2 separate regions of the Sus scrofa genome follow, and region 1 is linked to region 2. The links are chromatin contacts, called in public Hi-C maps. All regions are on one chromosome and are shown on one strand. Each heading gives the region's core, a stretch centred on a gene start, on an enhancer-like site or on the middle of the called end of the contact. The rest is flanking DNA. Distances are from core to core; before and after follow the strand shown.

Region 1 (4,354 bases), core at 339-2,838, 160 kb after region 2:
CCTTGGCCACATCTAAAGCCTTTGCGCCCAGGGACTCTGAGCTGAGCCTCCAGAGCTCTAGGCAGGAGGTTTGGCAGTTTTCTGCAACCTGTGGCCCCAACAGTAGGAGAAGAGCAGTAGCTAAGAATTGGCAAGATTCTGTCTCCTTGGGCCTCTTCTATTTTCTCAGTGTCCAAGTGTGTAAAGAGGGCACACTTCCCTGGTCACCATGCAGAGATTCCATCATCTGTTCATTCAACAAACATGTACTCAGGAGTTCCCTTAGGCTTGGTGTGGGAGAGCTCAGGAGACAGAGCCAGTAAGCAAGACAGACATGGGGTGGACAGGCCGGCAGGAAAGAATAGTAAACAAGTAAGGGCGCTGAAGGTTAGGAACGGAGCGTGATAGAAGGAAAATTAATTGTAAGAGAGAGGCTCAAAGGGGCTCGGAGTCCCAGACTCTCCCCCTCAACTTCCTGCAGCCCATGCATCCCACAGGCCCACAGTTCCTGATGTCCTCCAGAGCTGTTGCCTACAGGTCTCTGTAGTCTTTTCATCACCCTCCCCACACCCCCACAACTTCCTCTCCACCTTCTCCCAATCCCACAATGCCCCTCTCCCTCCAGAGGCCCCAGCCTCCTCCAGTCCCACAATCCCCATCTCCCCTCCATGCTGCCCATGTCTCTCCTGGCTCCACAGTCCCCATCTCCCTGCATAGCTCCCCCTATGTCTCTTCCAATCCCACAATCCCCCTCCCTCCATGACTCCCCCCATGCCTCCCCCAATCCCACAATCCCCCTCCCCTCCATGACTCCCCCCATGCCTCCCCAAATCCCACAATCCCCCCTCCCCTCCATGACTCCCCCCATGCCTCCCCCAAATCCCACAATCCCCCCTCCCCTCCATGACTCCCCCCATGCCTCCCCCAAATCCCACAATCCCCCCTCCCCTCCATGACTCCCCCATGCCTCCCCCAAATCCCACAATCCCCCTCCCTCCATGACTCCCCCATGCCTCCCCCAAATCCCACAATCCCCCCTCCCTCCATGACTCCCCCCATGCCTCCCCCCAATCCCACAATCCCCCCTCCCTCCATGACTCCCCCCCATGCCTCCCCCCAATCCCACAATCCCCCTCCCTCCATTACTCCCCCCATGCCTCCCCCCAATCCCACAATCCCCCCTCCCTCCATGACTCCCCCCAATGCCTCCCCCCAATCCCACAATCCCCCCTCCCTCCATGACTCCCCCCATGCCTCCCCCCAATCCCACAATCCCTCTCTCCCCTCCGTGGATCCTCCCTTGCCTCCCCCAATGCCACAGTCCCCCTCTTTCCTCCATGGCTCCCCATGTCCTTCCTCACTTCACAGTCTCCATGTCCCATCCTAACTCCCTTTCCCTGCCCCCTGTCCCCTGCCCCCACCACCCCAGCCCAAGGCTCTCCATTGCTTCCTCTGAAAATGCCCTCTGGCTCAGAGTTCTCCCTTCCCTCCCTAGCCTCGCCACTCCACACTCACACCCCCCAGAGCTCCTTACGGCACTTCCCTTCCATGGCCTTCTCCTCAAACCACAGCAGAGAGGCAGTGCTGACACAAGGCCAAGACACGTGAGGGAGAGCCCTGCGGCTGCCCCCCTCCCTGGGGTGTGGGCGGCTAATGGGAAGCACATGGCCGGGGTGACCGCAGGAGCCAGCCAGTCCTCCATCCCCGCGTGTCTGCTCCACACCCAGGACCCACAGCGCGGCAGGGCCAGGTGACTCCATGGATGGGAGCCCTGCTGTTCGCCCCCAGCCATGCCAGGCGGGCCTTCATACTCCAGCCTAGGGAGGAGCCAGCTTGGAAGTGAAGGGGAGGGAGTCTAGGGTGGACACCATTCCTCTGCCCACACTCACCCACCCCAGAAAGACCAGGTAGCTTCCAAGGATGAGTTGCATCTATACTTGCAGGTTCAGTCCTGCTCTAGAAAATAGCTCTCCCCTCAAGTCCCCTCACCAACCCCTCCTCAGAGGACATTGAAGGAGCTGAACTGCTGGCCTGTGTACTTGCTTCTAAGCAAGCGCCAGGCTGCTCCCTGGAGGAAGAAGGCTCCCACCTTCCTGAGGATGCCTGGGAGCTGCAGGCCAATACTGGGGGTATTGCCTCTCCTGAGACCCTTCCTGGCCCGCCTGCCTCTGCATCTCTGCACAGAGACCACCAGACATGAACACAGCTTTGGCACACATGCAGTCATGGATTCATTCATCCATTCATTCATCCGCTATTGAGCCCCTGCTCTGGACACCAGACCCCAAGCCAGGTGACGGGGATACAGCAGTGAACACAATAGTAGAGACACTGTCCCTTAGAGCTTCCACCTGGGAGGCGAGAGGCAATCAGCAGATGAAGGACCCCTGCACTCCCTTCCCCTCCCTCCTGGGAGTGCAGCCCCTTCTGTCTTGCTTCAGCATTATCTCTGCCCTCAAGAGCTCCTGCATCTCTGAGTTTCCTCAAAATTCCCTCTCAGGAAACAAAAATTTGTACCCGAGGGGCCAAGGCTCCCTACCTCCAGACATTCAGAGGGTCAGGAATGAAAGACCTTTCACATTAAAATAAAAGAAAAAAAAAGTGGGTTTGGACTTTAAAAAACAAGAAAACATCTTCCAAAAATGTTACAGGAGGGAGGGGAAAATGACTTTTTAGATTTTCTTTTTTTCTTTCAGAAACATTGCAGAGTTGTTTCCCTGGCTTTTCAGTTTAGAGTGGGGTCAAGGGAGATGGGGAGCTTTTTACCAAGAAGATAAAAGATATTTTTTCCCCAGTTGGGGAAAAAAAAAGACAGAAGAGATCCAAAAATACTGATTTCTTCAGCCGCCTCTGTGGTGAGGACATAAAATTTGTGGGACATGTTTTGTGAAGGTCCTCACAGTGAAATACTCGGGGGAAAGACCCTTGAACTTGTCCTCCATGACCTGTCCAAGCAATGACATTGCTCACTGGAAAAAAATGTTTCCCTGGGGAGACCAGAATGTCCACTTCCTTTGGCTATGTCCACCGTGGGGACTCCAAAATGCTCTGACCTCAGGTTCCTTGTGGCGGCTGTTTTCCACTGCAGGAAATATAGGAAACAGAAACCGGAACAGAAAGGGGTGGGCAGGTTCAGGGGAGAAAGGATAGGCCTGCGCACACTTAGACTCCACGGTTATAACTCAGCTCAGCCCACACTGCCTGAGAGACTGTCCGTGTGCCGGGCACTGGGATCCAGGATGCCAAGGACCCAGGCCCAACTCATAAGGAGCTCAGTCTGAAGACACTTTGCAGGACTGTCCGTAAGAGCATCTGCATTCACATCCTTGAGTTTGCTCTTCAGCTTCCCAACCATAGTAGGTGCTTTAGACTCACAGGCTCCTGAAAATCCCAGCTGGAAGGGTTTTTGCAGCTGCCCAAACCCCTCAGTTTACAGTTGAGGAAAACAACAGGCACATAGAGGAAAAGTGACCTGCCAAGATCACACAGCAAGTCTACAGTAGAACCAAAGCCTGGAATCCAGGTCTCCTATTTCCACAGCAAAGAGAGCTGCTCAGTGATGGGTGAGACTTGGAAGGACCATGCATGGCTTGCCAGCAGACTATCCTTGAACTTGCTACTTCTCTGATTCAGCCTTCCCACCATGACAAGGATAATGATAGTACCTGTGTCAAAGATCTGTTTTGAAGTTTGTGTGAAATTATCCATATCGAGTGCTTAGAACAGCACCTGGCACAGTGTAATGAAATATAGCCCTTCTCAGTATCCTTATCATTATGGACAGGACTTACTGTGAGGGTTTTTCATTCCTCCATTCAGCAGGCTCTTATTGAGGGCACACCTGTCTAACAGGACACAGGGCCTATCCCCAACTCAAGTGTTCACAGTCTGGTTGGGGACACACATAAACAGGAGATGACAGCACCATGGGGTAAGCTCTCCCACAGGACAAGCAAAGTGAGGACAGCAGGAAAACAGACGAGGGCTTCCCAGAGGGAGGGCTGGCCAGGTGTTCCCCTATGGGTGAGAAGGAATGAGTCTGATAACAAGTGAGCAGAGGGAATGACATGCACAAGCACCTGGACAGGGGAGAGAACCTGGGGACTCCAGAGCTTAGGAAAAGGGGTGACAAGACAGTTCATTTGATGGGGGCGGGTGGGTAAACAAGCTGCATTCCCGCAGTGAGGGAGGAGACAGAGGGGCTGCCCAGGCCCTATTCCCCCTTGAGAATTCTACAGCTGCCCGTGCCTGGAGAATTACCTGGATCATTGGCAGGCATGACTTTGGGCAAGTCCCTTCCCATCTCTGGGCCTTGATTTCCCCATCTGCAAAAAGAGCAGATGTTCAAATATGATCTCTCAGGCCTCTTCCCAAT
Region 2 (4,514 bases), core at 63-2,562:
AAACATCAAGTCACAGTTTCACTGGGATTAGTTTATCAAGGATTAGTAAGATACTTAAAGTACTTTGGTTCTTACAATATTCATTATAATATTAAACACTAACTATGTACCAGACATTATGCTAGGAACTGAGATTAAAATGATGAATAACACGTATGCCTTGCCTTTGGTGAAGTCCTATTCTGGAAAGAGGAATAGGCATATTAAATGATTTTAACATATGGTGCTAAGAACTGTTTTGGAGAAATTTCTTCCAGTACCTCAAAAAGGAGATGAGGGAAGAGCTAGGAGCCTGAAAAAGGCTTCATAGAGAAGGCAACATCCAAGCTTGCAACCAGACAGAAATGTAGGGACTTCCTGGAAATAATAGGCAAAAATATGCACAGCATATTTGGAAAAACAGATTTCACATTCCCATGTAAGTGAAGAACTGGGTGAATGAAGGAGAGGGATGAAACTGGAGAGTATCACAGTAACTCTGGGTGTTATCAAGTAAGTGATGAAGATTAATAGGATATTTCTAAGTAAGAGCAAGACCCAACCATACATGTATTTTACTTATGCATCTTCCTCTTCACTAATCCTTTCTTCAGCTGTGTCTATACTGTTAGACCTATATTTTTGGTGCTTAATATGAGTAATTTCATCTTATTGCTCTGGAATTTCCAGTTGATTTTTTTTTGTCAGTTTTGTTTCTCTATAAAAATTTTCCATCTTTTCCTCTATTTTCTTTTTTTTTTCTTTTTCTTTCCTTCTTCTTTTTTTTTTTTTTTTTTTTTTTGCCATATCTGTGGCACACAAAAGTTTCTGGGCCAGGAACTGAACCAGCACCACAGCAGTGACAACACTAGATCCTTAACAACTAGGCCACCAGGAAACTCCTCTTCTATTTTCTATTTTCTTGAACATAGTAAGTATTTTCACAATCTGTGGTTGATGACACCACCATATGTTTCACCTGTGAATCTGTTTATATTTTCTACCTTTGCTTTTGTTTTTTTCAGTCCTTTGGTCTTGTCTCCCAGTGTGCTTACTTTGGGTCAGCTGTGCACCAGTGGCCATCTCTTGTTCAAAGAATAGCCTAGAGTTTTTTCCCCTGGCAGAGCATTGAGGGGAGGACAGAATTCTCCCAAAGGGCAGAGGAGGCATAGCAGACATCATCTGGAGAATCTCCGGAGAGATTCTGATAGTGAGGGCAGGATGGCAAGGAGGATTTCAGAAAGAGGATATGGAAGAATGTGGGTGACAGGGGTGTGACTCTCCAGCCTGGGCCCCCTCCATAGTAACTGCCTCCTAGCCAGACTGGGAGCAGTACGGCATCAATCACTTTCCACTCCGCCCTGCTCCAGCTGGGAAAGACATCCTGGCTGTGTAAACTAACCTTATGAGTCTAATTCCAAGAAGGCCAAGGAATTTGACAGGAAACAACACAAGCTAGTCTCCTTAGATCTTTGTCTGGGCTTGACGTGATTGGGTCTGAAATAGCTACAGAGAACCTCATTATTAAACGTTTTAAACCCACAAAAATACACACACTTTTGCATGCACAAACAGGAAGGTTTAAGACAAGGCCACCAAAAGGGTGAGGCCATACAGGCCCCCACACAGGAACTGAAACCAAAGCTTCGATTTCAAGTCAGATCCCTGGTTCTGGAGGATTGTTTGACAGGCCTTGTCACTCACATTCTGAAAATCTGTCTCCACAGCCAAGAATCCTTCATAGCTGTCCCCACTCTCCATCTTGACTGTTCTTATGTGTTTGAGGAGGCTCAGAGGTGGCTGTTTTCTAACGCAGAGTGAGCCATCTCTGCCAAGAGCTTGTCTTGCCAATCGCTTCCTTGGCCTCAGCCCTCAGCTTGCCCAAGTCTGACATCACTCTTCCCCCCCATCGACACCTCCAGAATAAAGAGCCGCCACTGAGACTATGACTTGCCAGACCTGGTCACACTCTGTCTCAGGTGTTTCTAGCCGACAGCTTTCAGAGTGGCGGAATCCTGCACAGCCATGCGTACAGCCCTCGTTGCTAAGGATGGCCTAGAGACCCCAGATCTCCTCTGCTGGGGGGATGATCATCTGGTTAGGGAGGAATGGATGATGTCGGGTCCTGGTCCCCCAAAGCCTGAGGGGTCCCAGCCCTCGTGCAGCTAGGAGCGTCAAGGATCCTCACAAAGAGTCTTTGCCTTTGCTGAGTCTGGAATGAGTCCCGCTTTGGTGCTGAGGTAGACAGCAGGTATCTAATCATGGGCTCAAGGATCTGATCTGGCTGAGTTCACCTACTGCTGCTGCTCTTAGCTCTATGTCCTTGGGCACATTGCTCCATTCTTTATCTCTTCTTTCATTATGTAATATGGAGACAGTTACATCCTAGGGTTCTGTCAGGATTAAATTAATTGATACATGTAAATTTCTTAGAACAGTCCTAGGATTGAAGAGTGGTCAGTGAGTAATAGCAGGAGAGGCAAATGAGAAGTTAGTAGTTAACGAATACGGAGCTTCAGTTTATGGAGATGAAAAGCTCTGAAACTAGATGGTGGTGATGTTTACATATCTTAATGCCACTGAACTGCACACCCAAAAATTTTTTTAGTGGTAAATCTCGTGTATATGTTACCATACTTTTTTTTAAAAAGTAACAGCTATTATTATTACCTCATGGGGTCACCCTCAGCTACTCATGGAGCTTTAGGGCAACTTGGCCACCTGGAAGTAGGAAAGGCCTTTTGCCCCAGCATGGAGTTTAGGTTCTATACTGTGCTCTCCAGCACTTTCTCCCACTGAAGAGAATTAAACTCTTAAGTCCTGCATGACTTCTGCCAAGGAACCTCGTTACCTGGGGAGTTCTCCGAATGATAGACAGACACACAGACATATCAAAGAGTTGGACACATGGAAACATGCCCCAGGAGACAGACAGGAAAGGCCACCGAAGGGATGATCTAGGAGAGAACCTTGGTCTCCGGAGATGGGTGCTTCAACTGCTCCAGGTGAGACCTTGAGTAAAACTGGATAGAGTCGGGGAGGAGTTGCCAACCACACTCTCATTATATGGTCCAGGTCTTGGCTCAGGCTTCACCCGTCTTGCAGCCTGTCTCTCCTCTAATCCTCTCCAAAACCTCACAAGCCTTCCCAGGCTCTCAGGCTTGGATAAGAGCCACCTCCTGCAGAGGGCTCCCCATGCAACTCCAGCCCTCCCCAGGCTCTGCACTGAGCATCACAGCCTCAGTCTATTACTCAGTTCTAGCTCAGTTGTTGTTCACCAATTCTTTTGTGTGTGTCAGTTGTATCTCCTCTTTAAAGATGGGAGCTCTGGCTGCACTCCTCACCTCACACACTGCCCCTAATTGTGCAGACCACACTTCCACTTTCTTAAACGATGGCAAATTGATGAATTTTTAGAAAAAAAAATGTATGAGTTCTTTCCCATCAGTAGTTCCTAAAGTATGCTTTCAAGAATACCAGTTGCATAGAATATCAAGAGATATTATGAGAAAAGAGGGTTCCATAATCTAATATATTTGAGAAACACTGAGATAAATAAAAATAAATAGGTTTATTTATTGCAGGACACATCAGAGACTAGGACGTGGTAACAATTACTTTAGCAATGTGCTGAGGCAGCTCTCACCTGTTCAAGAGAGCCAGTTCTGCGCATCTCTTCCCAAGTCACATTCATTCATGCAACATAGGTAACTTGAAATTGGCCATAATGGGAGTATTTACACCACAGAAATCAGCAAACACTGCAAATGTGACTGTTTTTTTCTTTTTTCAAAGAGCTGGTTTATTTGCACATACTGAATATCACTTCAAGACAAGACTACAGCATGTAGGTTTTCCTAGTACATTTAACTTTCTCATCTTGTGGGAAGTATTTTGAAGGAAGTAGTACTCCACAGAACATCCTTTGGGGAACATTGCCCTATGCAAAGATACTTTAACTAAATGCCAAGGGGGAAGAGTGAGAGGAACTTAGATTAACTGAGCATCTGCTATGTGCCTGGCAAGATGCTGGCTCTTTATGTACGTTATTTTATTTAATGTTCACAATGACACTGGAAAGAGATACAATAGTACCCACATTTTACAAATGAAGAAAAAGATCAAAGAATTTTCTCAACTTCACATGATGAGTAGTCAGGTCATGAGCTGTCTTTAGAATCTGGTCATTTACAGTTGACAGAGATACTTGTAGAAAATAACAAAAAAGTTTTAAGAAAAGAAAATTTTCTTAAAAAGTTAGAAAAGTTACTAAAAATCCTATCTCGTCTTCTTCCTATTTATCATCTGCCATGGGTAAAATGTCCTGGATTTCAGAATCTCCTGGGCACTTTTTAAAATTGCTGGTGCCTGAGCTTCCCCCCTCCCCAGGGCATTTCTATTCCGTATCCAGGATCAAGAACCACTGAAAATGATAAAGACTCTGACAGGAGTTCCCGTCGTGGCGCAGTGGTTAACGAATCCGACTAGGAACCATGAGGTTGCGGGTTCGGTCCCTGCCCTTGCTCAGTGGGTTA

What was found. Hi-C and Micro-C count contacts between places; a contact is called where the count stands out from the background.
Region 1: a contact with region 2 is called in a Hi-C map of omental adipose tissue, with 1.8 times the contacts expected there. The contact joins two enhancer-like sites. A contact is called at or near these places in 6 of 47 Hi-C or Micro-C datasets (embryonic fibroblasts, heart right ventricle, mesenchymal stem cells and 2 more) and 1 of 2 datasets of contacts at active chromatin or transcription factors (skeletal muscle).

What each region holds. Positions count from the first base shown.
Region 1 is chr5:12,483,428-12,487,781 of Sscrofa11.1, forward strand. All of the region lies in intron 10 of SYN3 (synapsin-3), which reads left to right. Among named protein-coding and RNA genes, the nearest start is that of FBXO7, 40 kb to the right of the region's middle. Within about 2 kb of position 1,589, at least 24 of the 83 cell types and tissues checked have an H3K27ac peak or open chromatin away from gene starts, as enhancers often do. A contact at or near this core is called in omental adipose tissue, where this site is marked.
Region 2 is chr5:12,318,964-12,323,477 of Sscrofa11.1, forward strand. The region is part of intron 6 of SYN3 (synapsin-3); the gene reads left to right. Among named protein-coding and RNA genes, the nearest start is that of TIMP3, 79 kb to the left of the region's middle. Within about 2 kb of position 1,313, at least 10 of the 83 cell types and tissues checked have an H3K27ac peak or open chromatin away from gene starts, as enhancers often do. A contact at or near this core is called in omental adipose tissue, where this site is marked.